2 separate regions of the Bos taurus genome follow, and region 2 is linked to region 1. Evidence: chromatin contacts called from public Hi-C data. All regions are on one chromosome and are shown on one strand. Each heading gives the region's core, a stretch centred on a gene start, on an enhancer-like site or on the middle of the called end of the contact. The rest is flanking DNA. Distances are from core to core; before and after follow the strand shown.

Region 1 (4,605 bases), core at 1,045-3,544:
GCAGGAGACTCAAGAGACGGAGGTTCGATCCCTGGGTCAGGAAGATCCCCTGGAGAATCCACTCCAGTATTGTTACCTGGGAAATCCCATGGACAGAGGAGCCTGGTGGACTACAGTCCATGGGGCTGTAAAGAATCAGACAGAACTGAGCAAGCACATATACAAAAGGAGAATCCAAACCAACTAAAGGAACTCTAACTACAGAAATATTTTCAAAGGGAGAAGGAAGGGGACAAGAAGATTAAACAGAAACTGTTTCAGAATACTTTAAACACTGTTTTTAGAGTAAGCAAACGGCTGGAGTGTCTACCTAATTTCAACAGTCCTATTTGAGGGGGAAACGAAAATCAACTTTTGCTTCACTGCTCCCCCTTGTGGGCATTAGAAGCAATACAAGGGATTCACCTTCAAATTCTCTGGTTAAGCCTTGCCTTCAAAGGTAGTTCAACCAGAATTGTAGCAAGTTCCTTCAACTTTGTATCTGCACACACAGCTGCCTTTTTAAAGCCTGCTGCAGACACGACTGAGCGACTTTACTTTCACTTTTCACTTTCATGCACTGGAGAAGGAAACGGCAACCCACTCCTGTGTTCTTGCCTGGAGAATCCCAGGGACGGGGGAGCCTGGTGGGCTGCCGTCTATGGGGTCGCACAGAGTCGGACACTACTGAAGCGACTTAGCAGCAGCAGCAGATCCAATCCTCCATCCCCCCTTTCCTCCCTCCTTCAGTGAAGGAGCCTACCCTGAGTGGTCACCTGTCTGCCACTCACAGTGAGATGATTAATAAAACATACTCCTGATTCCAGACAGCTGCTCTAGCTTTTGCTCCACCGCGCTATTTTGAGCCAGACCAGTCCACCCAAATGTTTCTCTTTCTCTCTTTCTTCTCTCTTGTCCTTTGAAAACTTCACCTTTCTCCTCCTGCGGCCAGCTCCTTCCTCAGTTCCTCAAAAAGTGTTCCTCACACTTGCCAAACTTCAGTAATGATAATATAGACTGTGGAACTGAAAAAATAACACCTGAGTATCATTAAGCAAATCCCTACCTCCTGTTCCCTGAGCGTGTTTTCCCAATGGTAAACACTGAGTATTTTTTATCAAGGACCAGTTCACATGCTTTAAGCCAGTGTATGTGCTCAGTTGCTAAATCCTCGCTGGCTCTTTTTGCGACCCCATGGACTGTAGTCCACCAGGCTCCTCTGTCCATGGGATTTCCCAGGCAAGCAAAATGGAGCAGGTTGCCATTTCCTTCTCCAGGGGATCATCCCCACCCAGGGATCGAACCCGTGTCTCCTCCTGTATTGGCAGGCGTATTCTTTACAACTGAGCCACTAGGGAAGATCTGCTTTAGGCCTGAAGCTCATTTAATCCTGGCACCTACGCTAGGAAGCAGGTACTACTGCAAGCCCCACTGCTGTTCAAGAAACTGAGACTCAGAAGCTTAAGTAAATTGCCTGATATCATTAAGCTGGGTTCACTAAGCCAAATTTAGATCTAATTCGATGTGGCCGATCTCAGGACTCCTTCTTTTAACCAACCTGTGAGCGGGGCTGACTTAAGCATTTCCCGGGGATGGGGGGGGTGGGGGGGGGACGACGCGGGGGGACACTTTGGTAACTAGGAAGCTAAACTGGGCTTTTGCTTAGATCCTCTCAGGAACTAAAAAGCGAGGAGTGCTCAGTAGACCCAATGAATGGCGGCTTTCACTCCAACCCGTGAAAAGCTGAAGTTCAAACGGAGACAGCTGGGAGGAGACGAGCAGAACCTTAAAGGGACCTACATGCTCTGACAACAGCTCCTTAAGACCCTTCTCCGCGTTAACTGTCTGCAACCAAGTCCTCAGAGGTTCCCCCTTCCCGAACACAGGTCGGGGGAACCTCCGGGAGCCGCTCTCCTCCGGGCGGCCCCTCCAGCCGACCCCCAAGGCCCAGAAGTTGCCCCGCCCCGCACCCAGACAGCCCCACCCCTTCCCGCAGCCGTCCCACCCCCGCCTGGGGCTGCACAGCCGGCGGGAAGACGGACCTTCGTCCGACTCGCGGCCACGGCAGCTGCGCTCGTCATCCTCGGCGCTCTCCAGTTCTTCGTCCTCCTCTGGGTAGTACTCCGGGGCCGGCGGCGCTCCAGCCGGGGCCGGAGCAGGCGCCAAAAGCGCCGCAGCACTCATGTCGCCTCCGCCCGAAGCTGAGCGTGCCCCCCGGGAACCACAGCCACCCGCCCTCCAGGCTCTACGTCCGCGTCGCAGCGCCTGAGGGAGCCGCCGACTCCAAGAGCCGGAGCGCCGGCGACCCCGTCCCCGTCTTCGCCAGGCTCCGCCCCGCGCGCCCGCTCTCGGCAACGGGGGCCTCGCGCCTGCCGCAACTTCCGGGTCGCGAGCTGCCTGACGACCGCCTGACTCCGCCATCCTAGAGGGAGTGACGAGGCCGCCGGTCTCCCTCTTCGCCTTAACGCCATCTCCTTCATCGCCGTCTTTAAAACCCTCGACGGGTAGAGGGGAGGGGCACAGACAGGCTCTCAAGTTAGGCAAATTCTTGGGCAGGCCCGACCGCGGCTAGGACCCTATAGCGCAGAGCCACTTACGGAAACAGCCACCAGGCGGCGCCTGGAGCCAAAACCAGAGATGCTTTTTTAGGGACTTGGGAGCCAAAGGGTTCCCAGGGCTCTACTACGTAGATGGAGGTGGGTCTCTAACTTAAAACAGGTGAATGGCATGAACCATCCCGTTTATAGGTCGGGAAACCTAGACATTTAGAGTTTGCGTCATCATCCGGAAGAAAAGGAGCCCAGCTTCTCGTCTGACTGCTTAGAGCTTTTGAAGAACTAAAATGAAAACGAAGATGCTAATATTCCATGCTGGAGCCAGCAAAACTGTATTTTGCCAGTCGGTAGGAGGACTTTTCGCTTGTGTAGGTTTGCTCAGTACGGTATTATCTCGATTTTACAGAAAAGAGCTGTCAGTTTCCTTAAAAAAAAAAAAAAGGTAACGACCAGCCTGCTTTGTTTAGACTGTCACCCCCAGGTCCTCTGCAGTACAGCTGCCTCATATTTCTCAGAATATAAATTTTTTAAAAGGTTGTTTTTCCCAATCCAGTAACTTGTTAACCAGCTCTCAACTGAGCAAGAGGAGCATGTGCCTGCAGAAAATTAATTAGACACATGTAAGGAAAGTGCTAGCTGGTAACTTGGAAAACAAGAAAGTTGAATATATGTATGAATTCATTTGTGTGGTTACTCTGAGTAGAAGGGGACATGATATTATAAGCTTTGCTTAATGAACAAATTGAGGATGTCCCTCATCCAGATGTGTGTAGTAAGAAAAGGGATAAAAGGGCCCAGAGATGTTTAACGGTTTGTCCAGAGTAACACTATTCTTTATGTTGCACCCAAATCTCCATAGGGCTGCCTTGGTGGCTCAGTAGTAAAGAAACCATCTGCCAATGCAGGAGGCTCGAGTTAGACCCTTGGGTCAGGAAGATTTCCTGGCGAAGGATATGGCAGCCCACTCCAGTATTCTTGCCTAGGAAATCACATGGTCAGAGGAGCCTGGCAGGCTACAGTCTAGGGGGTCTCAAATCAGTCAGATACAACTGAGCAACTAAACAAGTCTCCATAGGAAATAATAATGTACAAGCAGTAAAGTTGAACACAGATGTAAAAGCCAGGATGGAACCCAATATCAAATCCTTTGTGACCAAATTTATCTCTAAATTGGTCCCCACAGAGACTTTTCAAAAAGAAAATTTTATTTCTCATCCCATTTAACATTTCTTATTTTATGCTTTGTTGTAAATAAAATCTTGGCTCTACTTCTGACAGATTCTTCCTCCCAACAAAACTCAAAAATTTTCAGAATGGAATGCTGTAATGTCTTCCCAGAAGTTCAGAGATCTTCTGAAGCTCCTAAATAAGAGACATTCGCATGGCTCCTGTAGGTCCACCATCTATTTTAAAACTAAAACTTCAAAACTGTCTCTTGTCCAAAGGATGAAGTCATTTTCTTTTTTTATGCTGTTGGGTCACGTCTAAATTATTTGTAATCAACTATATTGAGCAACTAGTTTCCATCAGTAGCAATAACACCAAACAAAGCACCAACATTTTAGAAATCAGAGTTCACTGATACAATGATATAATGATTTTTTTTAAAGTGTTGATATCATTGCTAATTGGTTTCCTTTCAAGACACTGGCATGTCTATGTTGCTTACTTTTGTCTACTTAATTGAAAATAGTATCTGTTAATGATCATGCATTTCTTTTTTATGTAACTAGACAGAACTGAACACTTGCATAGTGAACTTAACCCATTTTTTCCCATCCATATTGCAATTAGTAGGATGAGCTCTTGGGCTTCCCTGGTGGCTCAGCTGGTAAAGAATCTGCCTGCAATGCAGGAGACCTGGGTTCAATCCCTGGGTCAGAAAGAGCCCCTGGAGAAGGAAATGGCTATCCACTCCAGTATTCTTGCCTGGAGAACCCCTTGGACAGAAGAACCGGCAGGGAGGGGGTGGGGGTTGCTACAGTCCCAGGGGTTGCAAGGAGTGGGACACAACTGAGCAACTAACACTTTCACATTTTCAGGATGAGCTCTTAACTAATAAATACTTTAT
Region 2 (4,605 bases), core at 939-3,438, 210 kb after region 1:
GGTTCTGGCCACGTGACACTACAGTGGGTCTGAGTGTCCCCGACAGGCAGCTGCTTTAGAGGGGAACGGAGTTGCCTAAAATCTTCACTAGGGTAAGGGCTCTCATAAATATAAAACTCTAAAAGCTAGACTAGGATTTTGTAGCACTTTATATCAATCCTAATATGCACCCAGGCTCCCCTCCCATCTCCTTCCAAATGCAACCTTTACTGACCTGTGCCCTTGGGAGGCCCAGAGCCCACATAATCGGAGAGAACCGTGCCACTGCTGATGTTGTTGCCCTTCATGTTGACCACCAGGAAATGGTGCCATTCCCTGCATGGAGGAAGAGAGGACCATCAGCATCACAGGAAGTCGGTACATACTCACAGGCGAAGTCAGCCAACAGAACTTTAATTAGGGACACCAAAGTCTGAATTTCATGTAATGTCCACATGTCACAAAGTATTATTGCTCTTTTAAAAATGTTAAAATCATTCTCAGCTCATGGGGCTGTACAAAAACAGGCCTGGGTAGATCCAGCTCTCGGCTATTCTAGAATCTTGCTCTAGGGAGCAAAAAGCACACTCAGGTTTAAGCATGGAAGTGAACACCCCAAATCAAGTCTATTTTTTCCCACACAGCATGTCCAGCAAGGGACTTACACACTGCAAGAAGCACTGGGTCACACTGGATGACCCACTATTCCCCATCTTTCTCCAACTTGCCTGTATTTGGGGTCCTTCCTGCTGGGAGCATCCGGATCTGTCAAGACCAAGGTGTACAATTTACCTGGATCAAGGCCATCCCATGTAATGCTGGTGGGCCGGTTTTTAACCTGTAGGAAGGAACAGATTTGGAGCTTAAAAGTCAGAAATGCTGAAGAAACCAGCACTCTTTCTTTGACCTTGGATTCCTCAAAGGTCAAGCACAGAAATTATTAATAAAAGCTCAACTGTACTGACTCAACAAAGAACCCAGAACTGATGTTTAATATGCGTTATTTATTTTAGTCCCAACAACACTATGGGGCTAGTATCCTAGCATGTTATTAACAGAAAGAGGTGGGTCAGGATTTCAAGGGTTGCTGACTACAACCTTACATTATTTGGAATGACACAATCTCTAGACTGGAGACCACATTATCTGGGGCCTGCTAAAGTGAAATCTGAATTAAGTGTATATTTAAAAGGGCAGAGAAAACCAAGATGGATAGACGTGGACAGTGAGTTTGGCAAAAAGAGGCTGCCAGACGGGCACTTTACACACCCAAAACAAGAAACTCTGTAAACATCTAAATTAATAAACCATCTGAGCACTGTTTATTCGCACTGCTGCCCCGAAGCTTCAGGACCAACTACTGGCCACGGTGTCCGGGCACCTAGTTCCCCCACTTGGCAGCAGCCAGAACCTGGTTAGGCCTTAGCCAAGTGGGGTTGGTGGGCCGGGGGTCAAAGGCCAAACCGTAAAACACGGCCGTTACCCTCGAGCCTTCCAGCTGCAGAACGCACCTACCTTTGGGTGGCTTCCAGCTCCAGACCGTTAAAAACAAAGGAGGAATCACAGGGCTCTACTGCTCACCGGTTACATAATGAGTCAAACGCCCTCGGGTGGGGCTTTTACTCCCCACACTGCGGCCTAATATTCCGGGCCGGGAGGGGACGCTCTGGGGGCGTGAGCAGCCACTGCCCACTTCCTCCGGGGGAAGGCCTCCTCCCCTGCCTGCTCCTCGAAGTCCCAGGAGAGTGTATCAATTTCTTCCACAGGGGAAGCCCCGCCCGCCACGTGCCAGGTTCCGGGCGCCGGTAACGGGGAGGGAGCGGTCAGCAGGCCTGCGGCTTAGGCACCGCGACTCCCTTCCCTAGGTAGATCCGGCGCACTAGAGACCGGAACGTCCTCCCCACTTCCACTGGGTCGCCGACCCACGGACCTGAGAGTCTCCCAGCCTCCAGCAGCTGCACCCCTTCCGCCCTCGGTACCTGGGTGGGTGTCAGCACTTTGCCCAGTTCGTCGACCTCCGCCCCGCCGTATTTGACCTGCAGCGGGTGCTGCGGCCGCTCATCCACTTCCTGCAGGCTCAGAGGCCCGGACCACTTGCTAAGGTCCACCGGCATCGCGGAGCCGAGCGGGTCAGACAGCAGAGAAAGCGGCTTGTGGACTCACAGCAGTCTGCACACTACCGAAGAACCTCAAGTCACACGGCCGAGGAGGGCATGCGCCTGAGCCACCGCCCCGCCTCATCCCTGCTCCTCCAGTCACCGGCGGGGAGGGGCCCCACTCTGCTCTCTGATTGGTCGAGCCCTGTATCGCGGGCCGTCCGGCGCTCCTGGGTCAATGCACCAAGCTTGGCCTTTCTTTTTGCAGAGGGAGATCTAGCTACTCGCTGCTGTAGGAGTTCCGAAGAGTTATGACTGAGCTTGCAAGACTGTTGTTTCAAGAATTGCAATTGAGCTACTTTCGATTTTTTTTTTAAGCTTTTTGCCTTTTTCTTTGTTCAACCTTATAAATGCAGAAATGGTAAGGCCTCGCTTTTCTCTCGCACTTCTTAAAGCAACCCACATTGCCCCGCCTCGTTGTACTTTCGCGCATGCTCACTGGCTTCGGTAACGGCCTGGAGACGGTCTTGCGGGGAGCTTGTCAGCGCTGTTCTCAACCGGGAGGAATATTTGCACATGCCGTTTGATTCTCCTATCCCCTCTTGCATCTGCCTCCAATGCGGGAGACCCGGGTTTGATTCCTGGGTCGGGAAGATCCCCTGGAGAAGGAAATGGCCACCCACTCCAGTACTCTTGCCTGGAAAATTCCATGGACTGAGGAGCCTGGTAGGCTACAGTCCATGGGGTCGCAAAGAGTCGGACACGACTGAGCGACTTCACTTTCTTTCTGTCTGCGCTTTTCTCAACTGGCAAGAATATTTGCACATAGCGTTTGATTCTCCTATCCGCACTTGGTCTTGCCAAGATTTGGGGGAAAATTTTTTTTTTTGAGAAATTATTTTTTAACTTGTGAAACGAGGAATGTTGCTCACCATCTAGTGTGTGTGTGTTTTTTTAATTAATTTTTATTGGAGTATAGTTGCTACCATCCGGTTTTAAAAGAATGAAGTCAGCCACTGCAGTCCCCGATTTACAATATAGGTACCCTGAGAGGTATTCGGGACAGAACGAGGCACTTTGTGCTTTGGGGAAGAAAAGGCAAAACTATTAGATAATTAGATATATTCTAAGAATTTTTTTAAATTAATCCAGATTCTTGCATCTTTCCATACTTCTTTTAAAAAGCGCTAAAATCATGAACTATTTGCTCCTAGAAGCAACCTTATACTAAGACTTAAGCTTGATCGCACATACCCCTTTAGCCAAAATTACATATGTACTGGCTTCTCCCCCTTCCTCTTCCAAGCAGTTCCTCAGAGCTATGCTGTGCATTTTTGTTTTAGTCAACAAACCATAGTTACTATTCCTCCTTTGTTGACGAGTGACTCTGCCTCAAAACTGCTTTCGTTGTGGCCACCAGCTTTATTTTTGCTAAATATGATGGGCACTATTTACTAGTCCTTACCTAATGTGACCTTAAGGCTTCCCTGGTGACTCAGACGTTATAGAATCCATTTGTAATTCAGGAAACCTGGATTCAATCCCTTGAGGAGGGCATGGCGACTCACTCCAGTATTCCTGCCTGGAGAATCCCATGGATAGAGGAACCTGGCAGGCTACTGTCCGTGGGTTGCTAATTGTGGGACACGACTGAAGAGACCATAGGACAATTTTTGACATTGATCACTACCCTCCCCCCAAGTTGTTTGTTGTTTTTTAGTTACTACTAGGAAATAATACAAGTGCTTTGTAGAAAATTAAGATTAAAAAAATCCAAAGAAATAATTAAGAATTGCTTCTATTCCACTATTTAGACATAAACATTGGTAACAATTTGGGACATATCTTTCCAATTTTAAAATTATGAATAGAAATAATTTTGTTCGTTTGTTCACCAAAACAATTACATTTACTTTACCATTGTAGAATATTTGTTTTAAAAATAGATCTTCATGATACTTCCCTCTAAGTCCATTGGTTAAGGCTTCTCCCCAAATGCAAGAGGTGTGGGTTCAGTTCCTGATGATTGGGGAAATAAGATCCCACATGCCTAGCAGCCAAACAACCAAAACATAAAACAGAAACAATATTGTGACAAATTCAGTAAAGACTTTAAAAATGATCCACACCCTGAAAAAAATTTTTTTAAAACTTCATTACTTTAATGGTTTAGATGCACCACAATTTATTCACTTCTTTATGTTGGACATTTGTGCTTTTTTGGTTGTTTTTTCATTTTACAAACTGAAATGAATGTGTGTGTGAGAGAGAGAACTAGAACCACTTCCATTAAAACAATAGTTGAAAGTGAAAGTCACTCAGTTGTGCCCTACTCTTTGTTATCCCATGCACTGTACATTCCTTCAATTCTCCAGGCCAGAGTACTGGAGTGGGTAGCCTTTCCCTTTTCCAGGGGATCTTCCCAACCCAGGAATTGAACCCAGGTCTTTCGCATTGTGGGCAGATTCTTTACCAGCTGAGCTACAAGGGAAGCCCAACAATTCTGCAGTGGGTAGCCTATCCCTTCTCC

Evidence for each region. A called contact is a pair of places that touch in the nucleus more often than the background predicts.
Region 2: a Hi-C map of skin fibroblasts shows a contact between it and region 1, with 4 times the contacts expected there. The contact joins the promoter of PEBP1 here to the promoter of SUDS3 in region 1. A contact is called at or near these places in 3 of 11 Hi-C or Micro-C datasets (liver, skeletal muscle and skin fibroblasts).

Annotation. Positions count from the first base shown.
Region 1 is chr17:56,876,606-56,881,210 of ARS-UCD2.0, forward strand. SUDS3 (SDS3 homolog, SIN3A corepressor complex component) reads right to left here and starts at 2,295. Exons shown (of 12, transcript NM_001098891.1): 1 at 2,022-2,295. The coding sequence starts at 2,163.
Region 2 is chr17:57,082,548-57,087,152 of ARS-UCD2.0, forward strand. It overlaps PEBP1 (phosphatidylethanolamine binding protein 1), which reads right to left and starts at 2,189. Exons shown (of 4, transcript NM_001033623.2): 1 at 1,959-2,189; 2 at 708-817; 3 at 215-315. The coding sequence starts at 2,093. It overlaps LOC107133301 (a long non-coding RNA gene), which reads left to right and starts at 2,304. Exons shown (of 3, transcript XR_001502215.3): 1 at 2,304-2,496.